3 separate regions of the Muntiacus reevesi genome follow, and regions 1 and 3 are each linked to region 2. The links are chromatin contacts, called in public Hi-C maps. All regions are on one chromosome and are shown on one strand. Each heading gives the region's core, a stretch centred on a gene start, on an enhancer-like site or on the middle of the called end of the contact. The rest is flanking DNA. Distances are from core to core; before and after follow the strand shown.

The links. Hi-C and Micro-C count contacts between places; a contact is called where the count stands out from the background.
Region 1: a Hi-C map of muscle shows a contact between it and region 2, with 3 times the contacts expected there. The contact joins the promoter of HERC4 here to the promoter of CCAR1 in region 2. A contact is called at or near these places in 2 of 3 Hi-C or Micro-C datasets (blood and muscle).
Region 3: a contact with region 2 is called in a Hi-C map of blood, with 2.9 times the contacts expected there. The contact joins the promoter of PBLD here to the promoter of CCAR1 in region 2. A contact is called at or near these places in 2 of 3 Hi-C or Micro-C datasets (blood and muscle).

What each region holds. Positions count from the first base shown.
Region 1 is chr2:103,822,286-103,825,777 of mMunRee1.1, forward strand. It overlaps HERC4 (HECT and RLD domain containing E3 ubiquitin protein ligase 4), which reads right to left and starts at 1,851. Exons shown (of 24, transcript XM_065922430.1): 1 at 1,518-1,851.
Region 2 is chr2:104,290,019-104,293,653 of mMunRee1.1, forward strand. It overlaps CCAR1 (cell division cycle and apoptosis regulator 1), which reads left to right and starts at 1,912. Exons shown (of 25, transcript XM_065922470.1): 1 at 1,912-1,930; 2 at 3,283-3,405. The coding sequence starts at 3,333.
Region 3 is chr2:103,999,437-104,002,752 of mMunRee1.1, forward strand. PBLD (phenazine biosynthesis like protein domain containing) reads right to left here and starts at 1,904. Exons shown (of 10, transcript XM_065922443.1): 1 at 1,768-1,904. HNRNPH3 (heterogeneous nuclear ribonucleoprotein H3) reads left to right here and starts at 1,093. Exons shown (of 10, transcript XM_065922438.1): 1 at 1,093-1,234.

The DNA.
Region 1 (3,492 bases), core at 601-3,100, 470 kb before region 2:
TTTTTTTTGCTTTTTGCTTTGGATAATTTCAGTGGGAGTAAGATACAAGACATCTGTCCGCTGCCCCCAAAATCAGATGTATACTCAGTGAAAAACTTAAAAGACTACAGAAACATAAACCCTTGCAATCTCCCTCAAGTCACAGAGTAAGTGAATAATTAGACTGTCTAATAATACCTACCTCCACATTAACAGAAAACTGAAGTTCTTATCTGTACTAGAAAAAGCCAATAATGGAAACTTTGAGTTTCCCACAATTTAAAAAGACTCTCTCAACTATTCATAGTAAGAGGTCCAAGGGAAAATTATAGTTCTCTAGTTAAACTCTGATCTTAAGAAAACCACCTCCAAAGATCATACCTTACAAATCAAAATATTAACACTCTGACCTCACAATTAAATTTAAAAACTAAACCAGTGTACCTAATTATAATACAAAAGTATGCAGTTTAAAGATCAAGACTTCTCCCCCCAAATTCAACATTTTCTATTACGAGTGGTAACCCTGACTGAAAAATATTTTCCCAAGGCAATCTACGTCTATCTATACGTCTGAGACAATTATTTGAAAATGGGAGAAAAAACTGCAAATAACATTGGCACTGTCGATTTTTCAAGAACAGAAATGGGGACTGGGACACTGATAGTCTGATGGCGAAATCTGTAGAACTTTCCAGTACACTGACTGAATATTTCTTCGCTTACATAGACACGGTAACAAAGAGCTCACTTCATCTAAACCTACACAGATTTTTAGATACATCGCGTACTAAATAACAATTACAGGAAGCCCGTCTTATTCCCGTTGTAGTCACCCACATTCCTTATACAGAACCTAAGAAGTTTCCAAACCCAACTTTCCTACGTTCAGGCTAGCACAAACGCTGAAGCTGTCTCGTTCCATCCACGACCCACCCGTCAAGAAAAGTTTCATTTCATTCTTTTGGGGCATCTGAACCCGACAGTTCCCGTGAGTTATGCATTGTCTGATCGGGTTTTGCTCTGTTTTTTCAAGGAGAGGACAGGAAAACACCCTTAATTTCAGTGCACGAGGTTTATCCATCCTTTTCTTTAAAAAGTCAGAGGAGTAATAATGAGAAAGACGTCCTCTCGTCAGCAACAGGTAGGGGAAAGAGAAGCACTTTATTCCCATCATTCCCTGAACACACACTCAGAACAGCTCAGGGGGACCGCGGGAGAAAAATCATCTGCACACACCCAACCTCCCGGGCAAGACCAGTCAACTACTGCAGCCGCCCGCTCGCAGGAGCCGCAGAGGCCAGTGGACGAGGCTCCGCACCTCGGCGGCCCTCGTCCCAAGGAAGCCCTTCCCCAGGGAGGTGCGACATTCCAGCCCCCGGGCCAAGGGGCCCGGCACTGCCCTCGTCCCCCACCCCCCACCCCGAGGAAACGCTGAGAAAGCACCCAGCGCCAGGCTGGCCTGTATCCGCCCAGCCTGGCCTGCCCCCTCCCTAACGCCGTCACACGCCCCCGAACCCGCCCGGGCAACGACTCACCGGGCCCCTCAAGGCAGGGGAAGCCCAGGGCGGCTGGGGGCGGCGCCTCCCCCGAGAGCGAGGCAGCGCGGCAGCTGAGGCAGGTCTCCAGCTCCTGGACCCTCCTCCTTCAGCCAGTGGCGGCGAACACCAGCGCTCCTCCGGCGTCGGTGAAGGTGCTCCTCTCTTCGGCTCCTATGAAACTTTACCAGGCTCCTCAGAGAAAAGCAGCCGCCACTGCTGTCCAGTCCAGAGCCAGCCGTCAGCTACCCGGATGGAGCGGGAGGGGAAGGACGGGCGGAGAGAGAAGCGGAGAGGACTAGGGGTGGGGAGAACTGGGGGAGAGACTGGGGAGGAGAAGGGAGAGGGGGAGGTGGTAACGCGGGGAGGGGGAGGGGCTGGCCGGAAGTGAGTCGCAGAGCACGCGCGCGAGCCCGCCCACTTCCCGGCCCGCGCGCCTGCGCCGGAATCCTCCCAGGGTACACAGACCCAGGCGCCTGCGTAGTGTGCTGTTTTGCGCTGCCTTTAGAGGAAAAAGCCAAATGCTGAAGTTAGGGTTCGCACGACGAGCGGAGGCGTTTGATGTGTCTTGTAACAGCGTTTCAGCGTGCACAAGGACCTTTTAGTGAAGAAATCTCTTCGGTTTTTGGCTAGGTTGTCTTTTTCCCTATTGGTTCCAGTCTATTATTTTATTCCCCCTTTATCCAAGGTGAATTTGAAGTCGCAGAAAAAAACATCACCAACATGTAAATAAAGGCTGGTGAAGTCTTATTTGACCCTTAGCCTCACATGGAGCTAATCTGAGCACGCCAGATGTATTCACAGCAATGATGGAGCCTCCTGGCGTTAAATATCAACACAAGTTCATGCTCCCGATAAAGTGTTGGCTGCCATCACTTTCTGCACTCTTTCTTGAAGATAAACATATTATGCAGGGCCTCTTTCATTCAGAGAAAATTAAGCAATATGTGTGACTGGAGTTCCAGCCTCACATAAACAAACTGCATTTCCTAGACCAGTCAAGAGGGGAAACTTAAAACAAGGCACTCTTGAAACTTTGTCACACTTTTCTAGTACCTTAACTTCAGAATGTTGAGAACCTAGAAAAAAATTCCACAGTAAGCCATTATTTCTTTTATCATTGAAAAAATATATCTCAGATTGGAAAGTGTCTGTGCTAGACTACGTATGTATATTAGTTCCTTAGGGATGCCATAACACAACACCACAAACTGGATTTCTGCTTGCTTAAAACAACAAATGTATTGTCTCACAGTTGTGGAAGCCAGAAGTCTGAAATCAAAGTGGCAGCAGGACTGGCTGTCTCCGGGGATCTCAGAGAATTTTCTCCATACTTATCTCCTAGATTGTGATGGTTGCTGACAGTTCTTGGCATTCTTTAGCTTGTAGAGGTAACACTCTAATTCCTGCCTCCATCTCCACATGATTTTCTTCTCTGTGCCTCTGTGTCCTTCCCTCTTATAAAGACACCAGTCCACTCCCACCTAATCGATTGTGACCTCTTTTTTAACTGCATTGCATCTGCAGTGACCCTATTTCCAAATAAGGTCACATCCTCAGGTACTGGAAGTGAGGACTTCAATTGTCTCTGGGCAACCCAATTCAACCCAGAACCTTATTTCTGTATATTACAGAAATAAGAGTAAAAATTACAAGGTACTTAAACAAAGAAAGCATAATTTCAATGTTGGGAGTGGTGATGATGCTCATGAAACATACTTAATTCTTATTCTGATAGCTTCATTGCCCTTGTAGGGCTTCTGTTGTCTTTTAACCTTCAGGACTTTATGCCTCGGAATGTATCATTAAAGGGGAAGTTGTGGGATTTGAGTCTTCAAGGTATGTAATAGATGCTGCAACAAATAGACACTAAATATGAGTGTTAATGTGATGAGTGTTTTTTTTTTTAACCTTTTAAACCTTTTTTTACCTTTTAAACATTCCAGTGAGTATTCCTAATGAGTGAAAACTGATT
Region 2 (3,635 bases), core at 662-3,161:
AGCTGGGCAGCTAGAGACTACATTTTTTACCTACTTCCTGACTGGTTAAGAGGGAGATATTAGAGATGCTGAAGGTACAAAAAGACCTGAGCAACACTCTAGGGGATGGGAGAATAAATAGCTCAGCTAATATCCTAACAGGTACCCTACAAGACAACTACCAGGTTTTTTGTCTTCTCTAAGCCAAATAGACACTTCCTCCACTGTTCCTTTAGTGAAACGGTTTCTACATCTTTCATCTTAGTTCCCTGACCAGTGACCAGGGATTGAAACCTGGGCAGTGAAGCACTAATTATTAACCATTGGACTGCCAGAGAATGCCCTCCTTCATCTTTATTGATGCTCTTTTAGACAACAACCTGAATAATCCTTTAAAACAGTTGTCTTATAATAACAGATCTTGCGGGTAATTCCTTGACAGTCCAGTTTTAGGGTTCCATACTTCCACATCAGGGTTCATGGGTTTGATCCCTGGTGGGGGAACAGATCCCATAAGCTGCACAACGCGGCCAGAAAACAGAAAACAAACAACAAAACACAGATCTTGGTTCATGACCTTCCCCAACTTAAAACATTCTAGTGACTTACCCCTGTACTTAGTATGAAACCACACTCCTTACTTGGTCATTTACAATAATGTGAAGAATCTTTATATTTACTCAAGGAGATGCAAGGGAATTTCTTGGTGGTCCAGTGGTTAGGACTCTTAAGCCTCCACCGCTGGTTGATCTCTGGTTGGGGGACTAAGCTCCATCTAGCTGTAGAGTGCAGTTAAAAAAGAGGGGGGAAAGTGTGAGAAATTGAACTGTGATATCTGTAATACATGCTGAAAGAAGACCTAAATAATTGGAAAGATATTTCATGTTCATAGAATGGATACTTAATGTTGTTAATCGTGGGACTGTAAACTCGTGTAGTCACTGTGAAAACAAGTTCGCAATTCCTCAACAAGCATAGAATTTACCAGATAACCCAGAATCGCACTATTAGGTATAATCTAAGAGAATTGAAAACAGGAGTTTAAACAAACACTCGTATGTGAATGTTCACAGCAGCATTATTCATAGTAGCCCCAAAGTGGAGGCAACCCCAAAAATCAACTGACAAATGGATAAACAAAATATGGTATTATTCATTTAAAGTAATCGTTTTAGGTATAAAATGAAGTACTAAGGCACGCTACACGAGGAACCTTGGACACCATACAGTAATCACACAAAAATCCTGTATGTTGTATAATTCTTTTTTTTTTTTTTTTAATATTTATTTGATTGTGCTGGGTCTTACTTCTGGCGTGTACGCTTTAGTTCTCTCACCTGGGATCGAACCCCGGGACCCCAGCATGGGTAGCTCAGAATGTTACCCACAGAACCACCAGTCAAGTCCCAGTATGATTCTATTAATAGAAAGTGTCTAGGACATGCTAATCCATAGAAAGAAAGCTGATTAGTAGTTGCCTGGAATGGAGGGCGCGGGGATTAAGGAGGGGCTGCGTAACGGGTAAGAGTTCTTTTCAAGGGTTGGAGGCATGGTGGTTGCACAGCTTTATGTAGTTGCTAAAAGCCTCTGAATTGTACAACAAAATACTTAAACGATGGAATTATGTGTTAAGTGAATTTCACCTCAATTTTTTCAAAAAGTTAGGAAGATGTCACTGGATATAGTCATTCTCCCACGTACCTGAACTACCAAAAAAAAAAAAGGAACCCCCCCCACAAAATGGCGGCGGGCTCACGGATCACATGACTCCCGAAACTTTCCTTCCCACACTCAGCGAAGCCTTTTCCTTTGAGCTTGCGCAGAGATACAGACTCTTGGCTCATTGTTATACAAGGGGCAAGGTAACCCGTCTGAGGCAAGCTCCCATTCCAGCTGCGTAGTGAAAGGGGTGAGCGCATTGACGGCTACCTCGGGAGCGCGCACGTAGAACGTAAGGCCGTATGCGCCGTTCCTCGGAGAGATTGGGGAGGGGGCAGAGGCGCGGAGGAAGAGGGGGGTTGACGCATGCGCTTACGCCTGATGGGTTTGAAATGGCTTCGGTGTTAACCGGGACCGGATTCAGGTGAAGGTTTGGTTCTCGCGGCTGGAGCGGCGAGCGGCCGAGCCGGGGTTCCTGACGTCCTATCGGATCCGCCGAAGCGCCGGGAGCGGCCGTTTTGGTAGCACGGCGTCGGTAGGCCGGCGACGGTGGGGCTCTCGTGGGACTGGGACGGGAGGGACACAGTCCCTTTTGTGCGGGTCGGAGCAGGCCCGGCGCGGCCGGCCCCTCCCCCACCGCCTCGGGTTTTTTTTTTTCGGCGGCCCCTCCGGTGTCCCCGGCAACCCTTGGCTTCAGCCTCTGCCTGGCAGGCTCGAAGGGGCTGCGGGCTGCTGTTCCTCGCTCTCCAGCCGGTGAGGCTTTAGCCTCCTGGCTTCGGTCCGGGACGTCGGAGCCTTGCATGGTGGCACGGGTTTTGGTGAATGGAGGCCTCTCCGCACCGCTGGGGACTTAAGGGTACCGGAGCTTTCGGTATCCCATTCTTTGCATTTCGCCTAGTCTCCGGGACGGAGGATTCCCCCTCCCCTGGTCTGCGGCCCGCGAGGAGCTGGGGCTGGAGGAAGATGGATGGCACAGCCCTGGCTCCTCCGAGGTGTGGGGGGAAGGGAGTGAGTGCGCGGGCTGAGATCTTCGCCTCTTCTGGCTGGGTTTTGGGGGGAGGGGTCTTCGCGTTGGTTCCTTAAGGGGCATCCGTTGTTTCAACTGTCTTTTCCCTCGCGGAAGGGGAGAGAAAAGGAATCCCCAGTTTCTTCCCTAGTCTGGAAAGTAAGGAGATGTTCGTTATTTAAATGATATTCTTGAATACCTTTCTTCGGTGTCTCGTCCCAATTTCCGTTATTGATTTTTCCACTTTTAGCCCCCAGCCCATTGCCAAAAGAAACAAGCAGGCTGTTTTTCTGTTGAATGTAAAGCTGTCTATTTTTTATTGTTAAGAATTGGGTAAAAAAAAAAAAAAAAGAATTGGGTAGAAAACGTCAGACGGTCTTCTGTTTAAATGTGAGTTTGTAGTCGAAGGAAGTGCGTTTCTTGTAAGTCGACCTCTAATGTCATGTATTGAAATTGGCTACTTTTGTGAACTATTTGACGTAAAATGTTTTTGCTGCATATTGGACATTCACGTGCCCCTTGTTATTTATAGTTGGTCTACGAAGATGTCCTTGACAAATCAAACATTTCTTTAAAATAAGACTTTTGTGATGGTTGTAGTTTGGTTGAACTTTAAATTGTGAATCCTTTCTTGATAGATCGCTGCTGTAGAAGACAAACAGGCGAAGGCCCCCCCTCCCCTTTTGTCATGGCTCAGTTTGGAGGACAGAAGAATCCGCCTTGGGCTACTCAGTTTACAGCCACTGCGGTATCTCAGCCAGGTCAGGCTTCCTCTGAACACATGTGCTATATAGATGCCGGATTGGGCATATGTTTTAACTGTGTGCATTAATCTATGCATAATATTGTGAATATAACTTTGCAAAATGATGTATCTTTTAAGATTATCTGTGAAGCGTCTTTTAAAAATTCATGGGCCAGCTAGCGAAATACCTGCTTTACCCAGCAGTTTGGACAATTATATGTAGTCTTTTAAACGTTAAATTGGTTT
Region 3 (3,316 bases), core at 654-3,153, 290 kb before region 2:
AACCTGCAGGAACATCTGCGCACTCACACTCATTTCCGTCTCTCCCCCGCATTTGATATACGTTCCTTGTTTGCAAGTTAACTTTCACTGATCTCGTTTACTCTTTAACTTGCGCTGATCTCGGTACTAGGACTGCCCTCCACTCTTCTTACAGAAATTCGGCTTTTTTTTTTTAACCCCAAAAGCTGTCACTAGGAACCTTAGTGGTATGAGACCCAGCACAACCAAAAATTATTTACTAGTTGTCACTTGTACACGCATTTTTCAAGAATGCAAAGCAGTATTCGGAAAACAACTCAAAGTCGGGCGACGCAAGCGGTAGATGGGTAGCTGAAATTACAAAGTGGGAGAGATTAAAACCAAGAGAAAATGCAAAGGAGAGGAGGAAGCGAGGAGAGATTTGCCTGGAAACTTCAATAACTAACACAGCCCGCCCCTAAAGAGGAACACTTTAGGGCGGCTGCGCCGTCAACGCCAAGACCAGGGGAAGAGGCCCAGCCCAAGTCAGGGCCTGGTGGTCACTTTCGCATCTTTCCAGCCGAGAAGCCCTACTCTTTTCACTGCATAACACAAACATGGTGGACAAGAAGAGCCCTCCCCACTTTTGGCAGCCGAACCACGTGGGGCCCCTTCCACGCAGGTGACGCTGGGTAAGGGCGGGGCCTCTACAGAACTTGTTCTCTGATGCTCTGCCGCATCAGGAACTCGTTCGTGATGCGGCAGAGCATCAGAGAACTTTTCCACACCGGGACACCACGGGTTCCTGCAATACGCACGGATATCCTCCTCGAGAGAGAGCAGAAGGGTTTGTTCCGAGAATTTGATGGCCTTATAGTAAGCCAGAAAGGTGGAGTTCGCGGCCTCTTTCTCTAATTTGACCAACACCGTCTTCTCTCCACCTCTTGCCCAACTAGTCAGCCGACCAACGCGCAAGCGCACTTCTCCCGCCGGCGCCAAGGCGAAACCGACTCTCCTGTCTCGCGAGAGCAACTGTTTTGTCTCGCGAGAGCGGGGCCGGCCGGTCTCCCTTGCTCTCGCTCCACCCACTTCTCCTCGCTCGCTCTCTCCCATCCCCCCAAGCCAGTAGCTCTGCTGCGCAGCTTCCTTAGCGGTTGCCCCCGCTAGAGACGGTTGGAAGAACCGTTGTGGGGGCTCTACCCGAGGCGGGCGACTTCTGCTTCCTCACGACCAGACCCCGCGGGCACCGGAGTCGGCGCTACTGTCGCCCGACAGGGTATCTGAAGTAAAAGGGGGTAGGTTGGGCTGGTAGTTTCGAGAGCGGAGTCGGGAGAAGGACGGCAGAGCGACTGGGAGGGGGTGGGGCGGCAGAGTGGGGGAAGTGTAGAGGTCGCCTCCCAGGCGATCTCCCACTTCCAGGAAGGCGGCCTGTCGGAAGGAGGATTAACTCAGGTGGAGTTCAGTGGATGAAGCCGAGCCCCGAAGTGGGGGTCATCCAGCATTTCCCCTCCATTCCCTGCTGGCTTGGCCTCCGCCATTTTGGGTACGGCAGCGCGGCGCCCTCGGCTTCCCGCCCTTCTCCTCTTTCTGCTTTTTGCCCCTCAGCTTCCGAAAACTGACTTAGGAGGCTGGGGGTTGGTTAAAGCTTCGCGCAAGGGATGGGGGTGGGAAGGAAGCGAGCAGGGGAAGTCTGGGCACTTGGGTGTGGGGAGGATCTGGCCTGTCGAGCGCGCTCCCGATGGAAATGGCGCCGGATGGGCCTGGCCTCCTACCGAGGCCTCCCGTCCTCCGCAGTCTCGGCTGGGCTACCTGGGCCGGCGGGACTGCGAGTGACTTCTGACGCAGATTCCCAAGATGAGAGAGGCTGGAGCTGGGGGAGGAAAGCCAATGGCGACGAAGGCGCTCAACTCCTAAATCCAGGACAAAGGAGGCAGACGGCCTCCTTTGTAATTCCGCCGCCCGGTGGCGAAGGTTTTTAAGCCAGGCTTGGCTGCCGGGCTAGGAAGTGGCGTACTCTCCCTAGCTCTTCGGTCTCTAGGGCAGCTAGATAAACGAAAAGTCTCCGGGGCGGAATAAAGGACGCTTAGCCGGCCCTTATATTCCACATTTGGAACTTCGAAAAGAGTACGTACTCATTTTCCAAAGGGTTTTTTTTTTCCCCCCTTCCCATCCTTATCCTAAACTTACTGAAAGACTGGGTAATTGTTTTGTAAGCAGAAAAGCGAGTGATTTCTCAAATAGGAATTTGAAATGGACTTATTTCAGATAGATGAACTATGAAAATAGGCTTTCTGAACCATTGAGCGGGGGTGGGATGGTGTAGTGGTTTTGTATAGTTTGGCAAATACTGGGTTAGAATTAAGTAGGAGTTTTACTTGGGGGAAACAGTTGTTAAAACACCACCAGTGATGGCAAAACTGTGTGTATAGGAATTATTAAGTCTCCAGGGGTTGTGTTTTGTGCAAAGATTGTAAGGCCGTGGAAACAAAATACTTAAAAACACCGTTATGGTTTATTTTCTTTTGGTAGCTAAGCCTGTTTTATATTTGATGTAGGACTGTAGTAACATTTTGACCAAGAAAATAAGCCTGCTCAACAGAAAGACAAACAGCAAGTTCAGTCATGTGATGTTGCGATGGTTTTAGTCCTTAGAACATTGAAGAATTGTGTCTGTAATTTTCATTGAAGCCGTACAAAAGGTATAGGCATGGCTATTTTTACAGCGTTAAAAAAAGCTACAGTTCCTATTGCTGAAGACTTTCTGTGCTTCTCATGGACTTTGAAAAGACAGCCCAGTTTCCTATAAATTATCAATAGTATGTGATGTAACAGCTTCGCTGATTGAATTACCCTAGAAACTTTTTTTCTTGCCCCCTTTTTCATCTGCATGGTAATCTGGAAATCCACCTAATTGCCTTAATATGTTTAATAACTGTTCTTCTGGTGGTGGTGTTTCGGTTAAACAAGTGACTGAACTGCAGAGGCTGGTCGTTCTAGAAAAGAACCCAATCATTTTAGAGGTTTCGCTTCACTTTAGGTAGTGGTGGTGTCTCTTGTTTTTAAAATTAAGGAGCAAGCACAATGAAAGCAGAATGATGTAAAATTTCCGTGTTTTTTATAATTTCTTGACCAAATTTTGAAATTCCTTCTCATTTTTTAGCAGCAGTTGGGCTACCATTTAGAAAGTTACTACTGCATCAAATACTTATTTTGTGTTATATTTATGAAGATGATATATACCTCTGTGTTATAAAGGAATTTTGTCTCTTTTGCCTTTTTTAGTTGCTTTTTCTTAACAGCTTTGGCATACAGTTCCCATACCATAAGTGTCATCCACTTAAAATCATACATTATGTGA